Linked DNA regions of Mus musculus: region 1 is linked to region 2. The links are chromatin contacts, called in public HiChIP or PLAC-seq maps. All regions are on one chromosome and are shown on one strand. Each heading gives the region's core, a stretch centred on a gene start, on an enhancer-like site or on the middle of the called end of the contact. The rest is flanking DNA. Distances are from core to core; before and after follow the strand shown.

What was found. HiChIP or PLAC-seq counts read pairs in DNA pulled down with a chosen protein or histone mark.
Region 1: an H3K27ac HiChIP or PLAC-seq map of embryonic stem cells shows a contact between it and region 2, with 6 read pairs. The contact joins the promoter of Fubp3 here to the enhancer-like site in region 2. A contact is called at or near these places in 13 of 484 Hi-C or Micro-C datasets (CD4 T cells, the G1E-ER4 cell line, embryonic stem cells and 4 more), 7 of 115 datasets of contacts at active chromatin or transcription factors (the SCID.adh cell line, embryonic fibroblasts, embryonic forebrain and 2 more) and 3 of 9 other capture datasets (adipose tissue, liver and pancreatic islet).

Annotation. Positions count from the first base shown.
Region 1 is chr2:31,570,535-31,575,388 of GRCm38.p6, reverse strand. Fubp3 (far upstream element (FUSE) binding protein 3) reads right to left here and starts at 2,738. Exons shown (of 18, transcript NM_001033389.4): 1 at 2,436-2,738. The coding sequence starts at 2,519.
Region 2 is chr2:31,615,418-31,620,144 of GRCm38.p6, reverse strand. It overlaps Fubp3 (far upstream element (FUSE) binding protein 3), which reads right to left. Exons shown (of 18, transcript NM_001033389.4): 18 at 2,619-4,647. The coding sequence ends at 4,493. Among named protein-coding and RNA genes, the nearest start is that of Mir6998, 5.4 kb to the right of the region's middle. Within about 2 kb of position 2,089, at least 11 of the 459 cell types and tissues checked have an H3K27ac peak or open chromatin away from gene starts, as enhancers often do. A contact at or near this core is called in embryonic stem cells, where this site is marked.

The DNA.
Region 1 (4,854 bases), core at 1,489-3,988, 45 kb after region 2:
AAGAGAGTATCAGATTCCATTACATGGTTGTGAGCCACCATGTGGTTGCTATGAATTGAACTAAGGACCTCTAGAAGAGCATGCAATGCTCTTAACCGCTGAGCCATCTTTCTAGCAGGTTTTTAAAAAAAGATCTGTGTGTAGGTGCATTCATGTATGTCTATTCAGAACCTGTTGTACAGAGCCTGCAGAAGCTGGAACTGGAGCCATCATGCGGGTGCTGAGAATCCAACCCAGGTCCTCTGGAAGAGTAGAGCTCTACAATGCAGATTTCTAAGTTTCCAGCCTTGACCAACGAGATCTACCTAAATAACCCTAAAATTATCAACAAACTTTTGCTTGTTTGTTTGACTTTGCTTTTTGAGACAATGTCTTATCGTGTAGCTCTGGCAGCCCCAGAGAACCTAGAACCTGCTCTGTAGTAGACCTGGCTGACCTGCAACTCACCGAGATTTTTCTGTTCTGCCTCTAAGTGCTGGGATGTAAAGGTGTACACCACTTTGCCAGACTTTTTCTTTTTAATTCCCTTCAAATCATTTCTCAATGGTAGTATGGACTTCTAGCTGTTGCCACTAAGAAGCAACACACCAATCTCTAATGGGCTCATTACCACTTAAGGTAGTGGTGTACTTCATAAATAAGAAACCCAAAGAAGCCGGGCGGTGGTGGCGCACGCTTTTAATCCCAGCACTCGGGAGGCAGAGGCAGGCGGATTTCTGAGTTCAAGGCCAGCCTGGTCTACAGAGTGAGTTCCAGGACAGCCAGGGTTACACAGAGAAAAAACAAAAACAAACAAAAAGAAACCCAAAGGAATATTTCCTTTTCCTCACTCCAAGTTAGGGCAGATTTAACAGAAGGTATCTCCACCCCCACCTCCCCAAGCAAGTCTCAGCAATCCTTAAAACTTCACTAGGATGGCAGAGGCAGGCAGAGGCAGGTGGATCCCTGAGAGTTCAAGGTTAGCCTGATCTACAGAGCTAGCTCCAAGACAGCGAGGGTTACAAAAATAAACTCTGCTTGGAAAATAAATAAATAATTCTCATAAGCTGGGTAGCAGTGCAAAAAGCCTCCAACCCCCCAATACTCAGGAGGCAGAAACAGATGTCCGAGTCTGAGGCCAGCCTGGTCTACAGAGTGAATTCCAGAACGGCCAGGACTGCATAGAAAGACCTTCTCGGAAGAAAAAAAAAACAAAACAAACAAACAAAAACAAAAACAAAAAAACAAATTTATTTTACATTCAACTAAGGAGGCCCTGAGCTTCCTAAAGCAGCGACTGTAATTGTTAGTGGTCGAAGAAAGCCAACAAGATGGCTCTGACACTCTAGCATTGAGAGAGATCCAGTACATCTTACCAACTAGTGAAAAACAGGGTTCAGGGTCTTGTCCAGCAAAGGAAAACCATGCCCATGAGCAGAGCGGTGGATGCGGAGCTGGGCGCAAGGTCATCCATTACAATCATGGAGTAACTGAAGTATCATCACACTATTGGATACTCACTGCTCCAACTAGGCAGTAACAACCCACCAGAGAAACTTTTGGGTGAGTCCAACATTTGTGGTAGGTTATAAAACAATGTCTACAGAACCATCAGTATTAATATGCAAAGTATAGGGGAGACAGGTAGGGTTTCCTCGAAGGACTACTGGAAAGTGATGAAAAGACCCCATTTTCACGTGACCGGTCAAACTCTCCCAACAATGAGTCCTGTGGCAGGTATTCTACTAGGAACCAAACCGTCATTAGTTACACAGCCCGACTTTCAAAGAACCAGAGAGTTGACAAAGTCAGAGAAGATAAACATCACTGGATAGAGGAAAGTTTGAGCGTCGGGGTAACTTGTCACTAAGTTTCAGGCAAAATACAAGGACAATTTTGTACTAGGCACCATGCCAGGAGCCAGAGAGGTCCCATATTCATTCAGAGAAGCCTAAGTCCTCTAAAAAGCCAGTTTCACTGACAAAACGCACAATATTGCCAGATGGTAGTTTCACGGTCCGAACGAGTCCATCCCACACTCTTCCCAGTAGAGTTAAGACTAATCGCCAGAAGGAACTCTCGAGGACCACCCACTTAACACCTCCCCTTCTCTCTGCAAAATAGAGAATTTCAAATATAAAATATCCTCGAATTTCTTCCAATATGCTTGAAATGCATTAAGTGGAAGGCGAGGTTTCCCAAAGCTGCAGAAGCCACGTCCAGGGCGTGAGATGGATGCCTGGGGTCTACAACCAGGACCTGCTGGGATCTGAATCATGGAGAGCAGGCCGCTGGGTGCAGTCGGGCGCGCGGGCGCCAGGAGCGCTTGGCAAAAGCTTCCTCTGGCCCCGGAGCTCCCGAGGGAACCGCCCGGGCCTCCCGCGACTCGCGGCCCTAGGCGCCCACCGGAGGCGTCGGCGCAGCGGCCTCCCGCCCCCGGCCTCCCGCGCCCGTACCTGCCGGACCCGGTGCAGGGCATCCACAAAGCCCTCAGCCTTCATGCCCACCGGAGCGCTCTGCCCCTGCACCAGCTCCGCCATAGCCAAGCCCACCGCCACCGCCGTCGCTCGGCTCCCCCGGTCCGGCCTCCCACTCCGCTCCGGGACCCGTAGCCGGAAAGGGAAAGTCGCCCCACTTCCGGCGGAAGGGAAGCGAAGGGAAGGCACTGCTAGCTCAGAGGGAGACAGAGAGAGAGAGAGAGAGAGAGAGAGAGATAGGTTGGGGGAAAGCAGCGTCTGTGAGGCGGGGTCTCAAAGCACGTGACCGCTGTCCGGCCGGAAGTGGGGGCGTGGCCGTGGCGCGAGGGGGGCCTGCCCTGGGCACAGGCAGATGTCCGTCAAAAAGACCAGGTTGCGACCCCGCCCTCCAAAGGCGTGGGCCCCAGGCCTTTAGCAAGCGTGGGACCGCCACCGCGGCGCAGGTGCGGCCTTATAGTCCCCCGCTGTGTGGTTTTGCCACCTGACGGAGGAGAAACTTGGACTTGGCTCTTCCAACACCTTACCCAAGCCGTCGAGGTGCACTGGCAGCCCCCTCCCTCTCGAAGTGGGGTCGTGGTGTGCTGCATTGACTGAGATTGAGCACCTTACTTGGTACTAGGACCCTTAGTACGGCAGGGCTCCGCCTTTGCTGCAGGGAGTCCCAGGCTCCAGAATGGGCCATCAGTTTGCCAAGGATCGGTTTGATGACACTGCTCAAAAGAAGCCTGGTGTCCTCTTTCACATTCTTTCACCCGGGTAACAGGAAATACCGTGGGACCATCATTGCTTCCGGGCCTGCTGAGGCAAGAGATCTTTAGGAATGTTTGAATGCTTGAGGGGAAGGAAAAGGGGGGAGTCTCACTTCAGAACCCCCTGCCTCCGTCAGAACAAAAAGTTACACCCCACTGTGCCAATATGTATGGGCAGTGGGTTTGTACGGAAGTTCAGGAGTTCAAGGTCATGTTCTAGGTCACCCGCAGCTAGCTACTTGAAACTCAATTTACTATTCTTTCCTTCCATTCTTCGTTTCAGTGTGTGCGTGTAGAATGTGTCACCACATACATGTGAAAGTCAGAGGACAACTCCCTAGAGTTGGTTATATACTTCCACCATATGGGTCCCGGGAATCAAACAGGTTATCAGGTCTGGCAGCAAACACCCACACCGCGGAGCCACCTCATCAACCCTGAGGCTCTCGTTTTTTTTTTTTCTTGGATTCCTAGAGTTTGGCACATAGCAGATGCTTAGGAAACTAATTCTAAGTTGAATATCGCTGACTCTGAATGATTCCTAGATTATGGCAAAATCAAAGAAGCTGGCCAAACTGCACAGGTTGATCACTTTAGACAGATCATTTCCAAACCCGTAGGGGAGACCAAGCTGGCACTCTGGATGGTGGAGAGTTTTCACTTCATCTATGCTTGAGTTTAGCAAACACAGAGTTTCAATCTTCAGGACAGACTTGGCCCTACTTGACGTTTGTCCTACCAACCTCTGAGGAAACACTGTCCACTCTTCCATACTCCCAACTGGCTGGCCCTGATGAGTAGAAATGGGATGTTCTTCTATCCAGGGTCTCTTTATCTAACACTTATTACAAACCCCCTGTTGATTTGGTTGGCGCTTGGTATCTGTTCAATGAATACGTAAAGAATTTTGTCCAATGAGGACAGGGGAAGCATCTTAGACAGTGAGTGCAGAAATGTTGCTGCCACCACCCAAGTGGCCTACAGGCAGGAGCCCAGTCTAATTTGTTTACTAAAACATTGAGGATAATTTAAAGCTTTCAAGAAAGCACAAGTAGCACAGAGTTTTTGTTTTTCCCTTCTGCCCTTTTTTTTTTTTTTTTTTTTTTGGAAGGGGGGGTGTTCGAGACAGGGTTTCTCTGTATAGCCCTGGCTGTCCTGGAACTCCTTCTGCCCTTTTGAATAGATAACTTTGGCAATGCATACTCACTCAAATGTGATTCAAACTCAGGAAATAAATGCCTAGCTAGGATTGGCTGGAACAAAGGACTGACAGCAGAGACTCGGTGGGAGGATAAGAAGGTGAGGTCACTCTGAGCTATACAATAAGGGTTAGCCTGTGGTAGAACCTGTCTCAAGACAGCTAAAACCCAAACAAACTGCATACATACTGGTTGTGAGTAGCTTTGCCTCAGAGACCAGCAGACGACTCTTCCGAATGGAGAGACAGCTCAGGCAGGAAAGGAAGCTCTTGCTGCACAGATGTGAGGTCTGTCTCCAGAAACCACATGGTTCTGGAGCTAGGGGAGATGGCTCAGCCACTAAGAGATCTTGCTGCTATTGGTTCCCAGCACCTACATCAGATGGCTCAGGACTTTCTTAAAGTCCAACTCCAAAGAATATAACACTCTCTTCTGTCCTACTTGAGCACT
Region 2 (4,727 bases), core at 840-3,339:
CAAGCCAGACAGTGGTGGCGCACGCCTTTAATCCTGGCACTCGGAAGGCAGAGGCAGGTGGATCTGAGTTCAAGCTCAGCCAGGATATAGAGAAAGAAATGATACTGTCTGAGCTCTGTGGGAGATGGCACAGGACAGTCATACTGACTTCGATCCATGAATGACTGCAAAGGTATTGGGTAAGGATTTCAAATACATCTTAATGAGGTAAATGTCAAATGACTTCTGCTCTTGTCCTAGGACATTCCACCTCAGCTACCTCACCAGCAACTGTCCAGGGACTACCTGCTCTGTGAGTAGTGGGCTTGGCCCTACCACAGAAGGCTTGGACCACACAGCACCTGCCCCTTTGAGTCTGTGTCAAGGTGTAGGTCAGTACCTTCCAGCCTTGGGTCCAGTATGGAAAGGGTGAGCACTCCCTTTTGGAACTTGGAGAAAGGCTTAAGACAAAGCCCAAGATAACCATGCAAGCACCCTGGCTCAGCAGCCCCCTGTGGGATTGTCAGACCACTTTCTGGCCATTAATCTGAGTCCTTCAGGAGCAGTTGCATTGCATTAGCTCAACCTAAACCCCAGCTGGGCCCTGGAGGGCTGGAAGTGGGCCTGGGAAACAGCAGTCCGGGAGCCAGCTGGAGCCGGGCTCCCGCATGTCCAGTGCCCCTTGGTCCGGGCACTTCAGCACACCATCTGTATGCCTGTGGGGCCATAGGACAGATACATGGGTGATCACCATCTAAGATGGTCCCACTGAGGCATAAGACTGCCTCCTACTTGACAGGCCAGGGGCGGTTATGGAGGTGCATGTCTTGGAGGATGGAGAATTCCTCACTCCAGTTCCAATTTGGATGGGGCTGCTTCAGTTCAGCGGAAGTCCTGCTGAATCCTGATTGTGGGCAGAGCCAGCATGGGTGTGGCAAGGTGGGTGTTGGGGGAGCCCTCTGAAGACAGACCAGGCACCACCCACTCCTACCTCGCCAAACACATACTGCCCTCCATGATGACCATGCAGCTTTCTTAATGGAACACAACCGCTGAACCTGGTACATTTCAAGCACTTTAGCCTTCCAGGACGACAGACTGCTGATGGAAACCATCTTCAGAGGGCGGGCGCCATGTTAATGAGAGGCCAAATTTCATATGCTTGCAAACTTTCCCCCCTGCGGCCTGCTGCTCTGCACACCCCACCCCCCAACAGAAGATTGCATCAGAGGGAAAGAGAGATTTCCATAATTTATAGTACGGCATTTCACTGGGGACAAACGCTAATCTGTACTTACCGATACATTTAAGAAAATGCATCCTCCCGCAAGCCTGCGCCATTTATGACTCTTGGCACAAACCGCAATGCTCAGTCTTCAATTAAGGGACACCTTAGGGTTCATTATCACACAATTGCTCCCTGTGAGCCATGCCAAATGCTGTTTTGGCACTGAGCATGGAAGATGAATTAGAAGGAAGTCTTCCCTGTAATGCCCTCTCCAACTTGCATTACTGCCATCAGCGCTGCTGCCCTTGTGGCTGGCCCTCCCCCTCCCCAGTGGCTTTCACTATTCAATTTCTCAATGTCAAACTCGATTCTCTAGAGGTGTAGTTAAAGATGCCACATCTCCTTTTTGTCTTCCGGCTCTCAACAGGCCTCAGTGTGGCCCAGATGGGACATTCTCCATACCATTTTGGGCTAAAGGATCCACAGATGTGTCTCTCATTCTCAAGTGTGTGGTGGAGACAAGGCACACAAACACATGCACGTTATCGTAATGGGCCTGTTGTATGTTCACACACACACACACACACACACACACACACACTCTAATGGGTCTACTATTTCTCTTTCGATATATACAAACACACACCAGGAAGAGGGTTCTGAGCAAGGACTGGTGACTGACTACACTGGGACAATTCCATAGTATGTAAGTACAGGGTGAAGGCTGAGCCAGGCAGATGCCCTGGTAAGAAACTAAATTTCAAACCAGTTGCTTTCAAACAGAGATAGAAAACAGCCAGCAAGGCTGCCTTTCCCCCTCTGGGCCCTGTGGTAGGCCTGCGGTAGGTGGGGTTGTATTCTTGTTTTCTCAGAACAAAAGGGATGCATCTGCTGCAGTCTCAGAGTCCTACCTGGGCCTGCTGGGAAGATTTCACTGGGGACAAACGCTAATCTGTACTTACCGATACATTTAAGAAAATGCATCCTCCCGCAAGCCTGCGCCATTTATGACTCTTGGCATGGGTGAGTGGGCCTTGAGGGTGCCACAGGCAGGGAGACCGCCTAGGCGCGCGCACACACAGGGCAGGGCTGGTGTGCTTTTAGGTGAGAACATGCCACCTCAGAGTGGGGGGTGGGGAGGGTCTCAGCTCAGTGGGGTGCTGACCCATTGGCTTCCTCAGGGACCACACCTTTCTCAGGACCAAGCAGGACTGTTCTCGCTCAGATGCTGTCACTGTGAAGGCCGGTCCTTAGTGTGGCCTTAAGTCAAAGGGTCAAGTGTAAAGCTGCCACATAAAACGAACTTTACTTCAGAAGTCCCCAGAGGCTGTGTATATCAAAGAGTTGGGCTGATGCAGAGCCATTATCAGCTAGGCAGGGCAAGAGACAGGGGCCAGCAAACAAAACAGACTAAGAACACTTTGCCCACAAGACATCTTGTGGAAATTTTATTATATAGAGTGTAAAATGAATTGTCAGTCAAATAAAAAGAACATCTTTAAAAAACAACATGCATAACATTTCCAATGCCTTTTTAATAGTTAGACATTTCAAGCATCATAAGGAAAACAAGAACGGCAAACCGTAACGAGCACGTTTCAAACGGAATGTTCCTCAGGTCAATCCAAAATGCAGGAAAAAATAGCTTCAACTCCGTGTTTCCTTTAAAAATACATGTTATCTGTACAGATACACTACAGTAAACATTGGAAATCATAGTATCCCTTTTATTAAATCAAAATTATTTAACTCATACTGTTGTTAATACTAGATTTATTTATTTATCTAGTTAATTTGACAAATATTAAGAAAATATTTAAGGAAAAAAAGCAAAAACACCCTGGAATTAAAAAATAGTTACTACATTTTTTTATATGGTTTAATGTCCACAGTGTTTGTTAAAAGTTATATTGAATTTCTTTTTAATATTAAAAATAACAGTATTTATATTTCTGAGAATAGAGAAAGGCTTTTTGTTTTTAAAACCAGCTTGGAGGTCTTAGACACACAACTGCCCTGGATAATGGAGACGAGCAGCTTACACGAAGGCAGACCGCGTCTCTGCATCACCATCAAAACGCTAGAAATGACATAACCCACAAATGACCCTCCCGCAACACAAGGACCCGTCTCAGTTCAAAATTCACATCATTAATTACAATACATAATAGTTCAGTTTTTTTTAAAAAATGCAATAAAACCAGACAGCCAAGATACAAGAAATTAGAGGTGAAACACAATGAATTTACATTTACGAATATTTAAATACTGCTTCAAAAATTTTTAAAGAATTTGTTACATTACCACCTAAGACTTCCAAGCCATTTTTTCTGTTGTAACAGAAAAAAAAAAAAAAAAAAGGGAAAACAAAAACCAAAACCAAAAACCCAACAACAACAACAACAACAACAACAACAAACCCACCCCAAACTGTAACTAAAAAGACACAAGACAAAGCCATCGTGTGATGAAATGCCAGGCTCCGAGGAGAGCTTGGGCACCCGAGCTTGCAGGTTTCGCTCCAAGAGCCCCGGAGCTCACACATTTACAAAGAAATCATGACGTAAAAATTACCAGCAATGTTTAGTAACTAATTTTCCCAATTTTTAGAAAATTTCTGTTAATCTAAATATAGTGTTTCACAGAACAAAACAAAGGTCTTCATCAAAAGGTTTGCAAATCTAAAAATCTCTGTAACAAACAGGTTTCTCTCACACTGATTTCGGGGAAGAGCCGCGGCAGATGCCCATCTACTGCTCCTGTGGGGGGAGGGAGAGGGTCAGCCCAAGACCAGAGTCTCATACCACCAGGTACTGAATGCTAAGCACCTCAGGTTCTAGGGTCAGAATGTGGGGGTATGGGGTGAAAGGGGAAGGCTTCTCCTGGGTCACCAGGTCTAACCCCAGCTTCCTACAAGGCAAAAGGTACCCCCTGGGAGGGAGCCTTGCCCCCAAGGTCCAAGGAAAGAGAGCTCCTTCTTGGCTGAGAACGGGAGAGAGCCCTCCTCATTTCTACACAGAAAGAGGCCAAGCTGGCCCTCCACTTGCTTGGCCCCAAAGGTGCTGTGCAGGTAAAGGCCCAACCTGGCCACTCTCTGCAAGAACTACTGCTGGAGTGGTCCTGGCTCACTGCAGACCCAGGGCACTTAGGTATAGTCAGGGTTTCTAGGCCCAGAGCTAGAAGCAGCCTCTGCTCAAGCTCAGTTATGGAGTGGAGGGACAGAGGAGACCCCCACAGGCCACTGTGCTCACCCTGGGGCTAGGCAAGCACAAAGGCTGCGTGGCATCATGGCGCTGGGGACTGGCTACAGACCTGGCTGTGGGCCTGAGCCTGCCCTAAAGTCTGCCCATAGAAGGCGGCCTGCTGCCTGTAGTACTCAGCCCAGGCCATCGTGTAGTCTGGGGGGGAGCTGGCCTGTGGGGCAGCACTGGTGGGATGACCTGGAGGACAAAGAACAGACAGGAGTTAAAGAAGGGGAGGGGGTGGGAGGTCCCTTCTCTCAGGCCTTACCAGCCTCAGC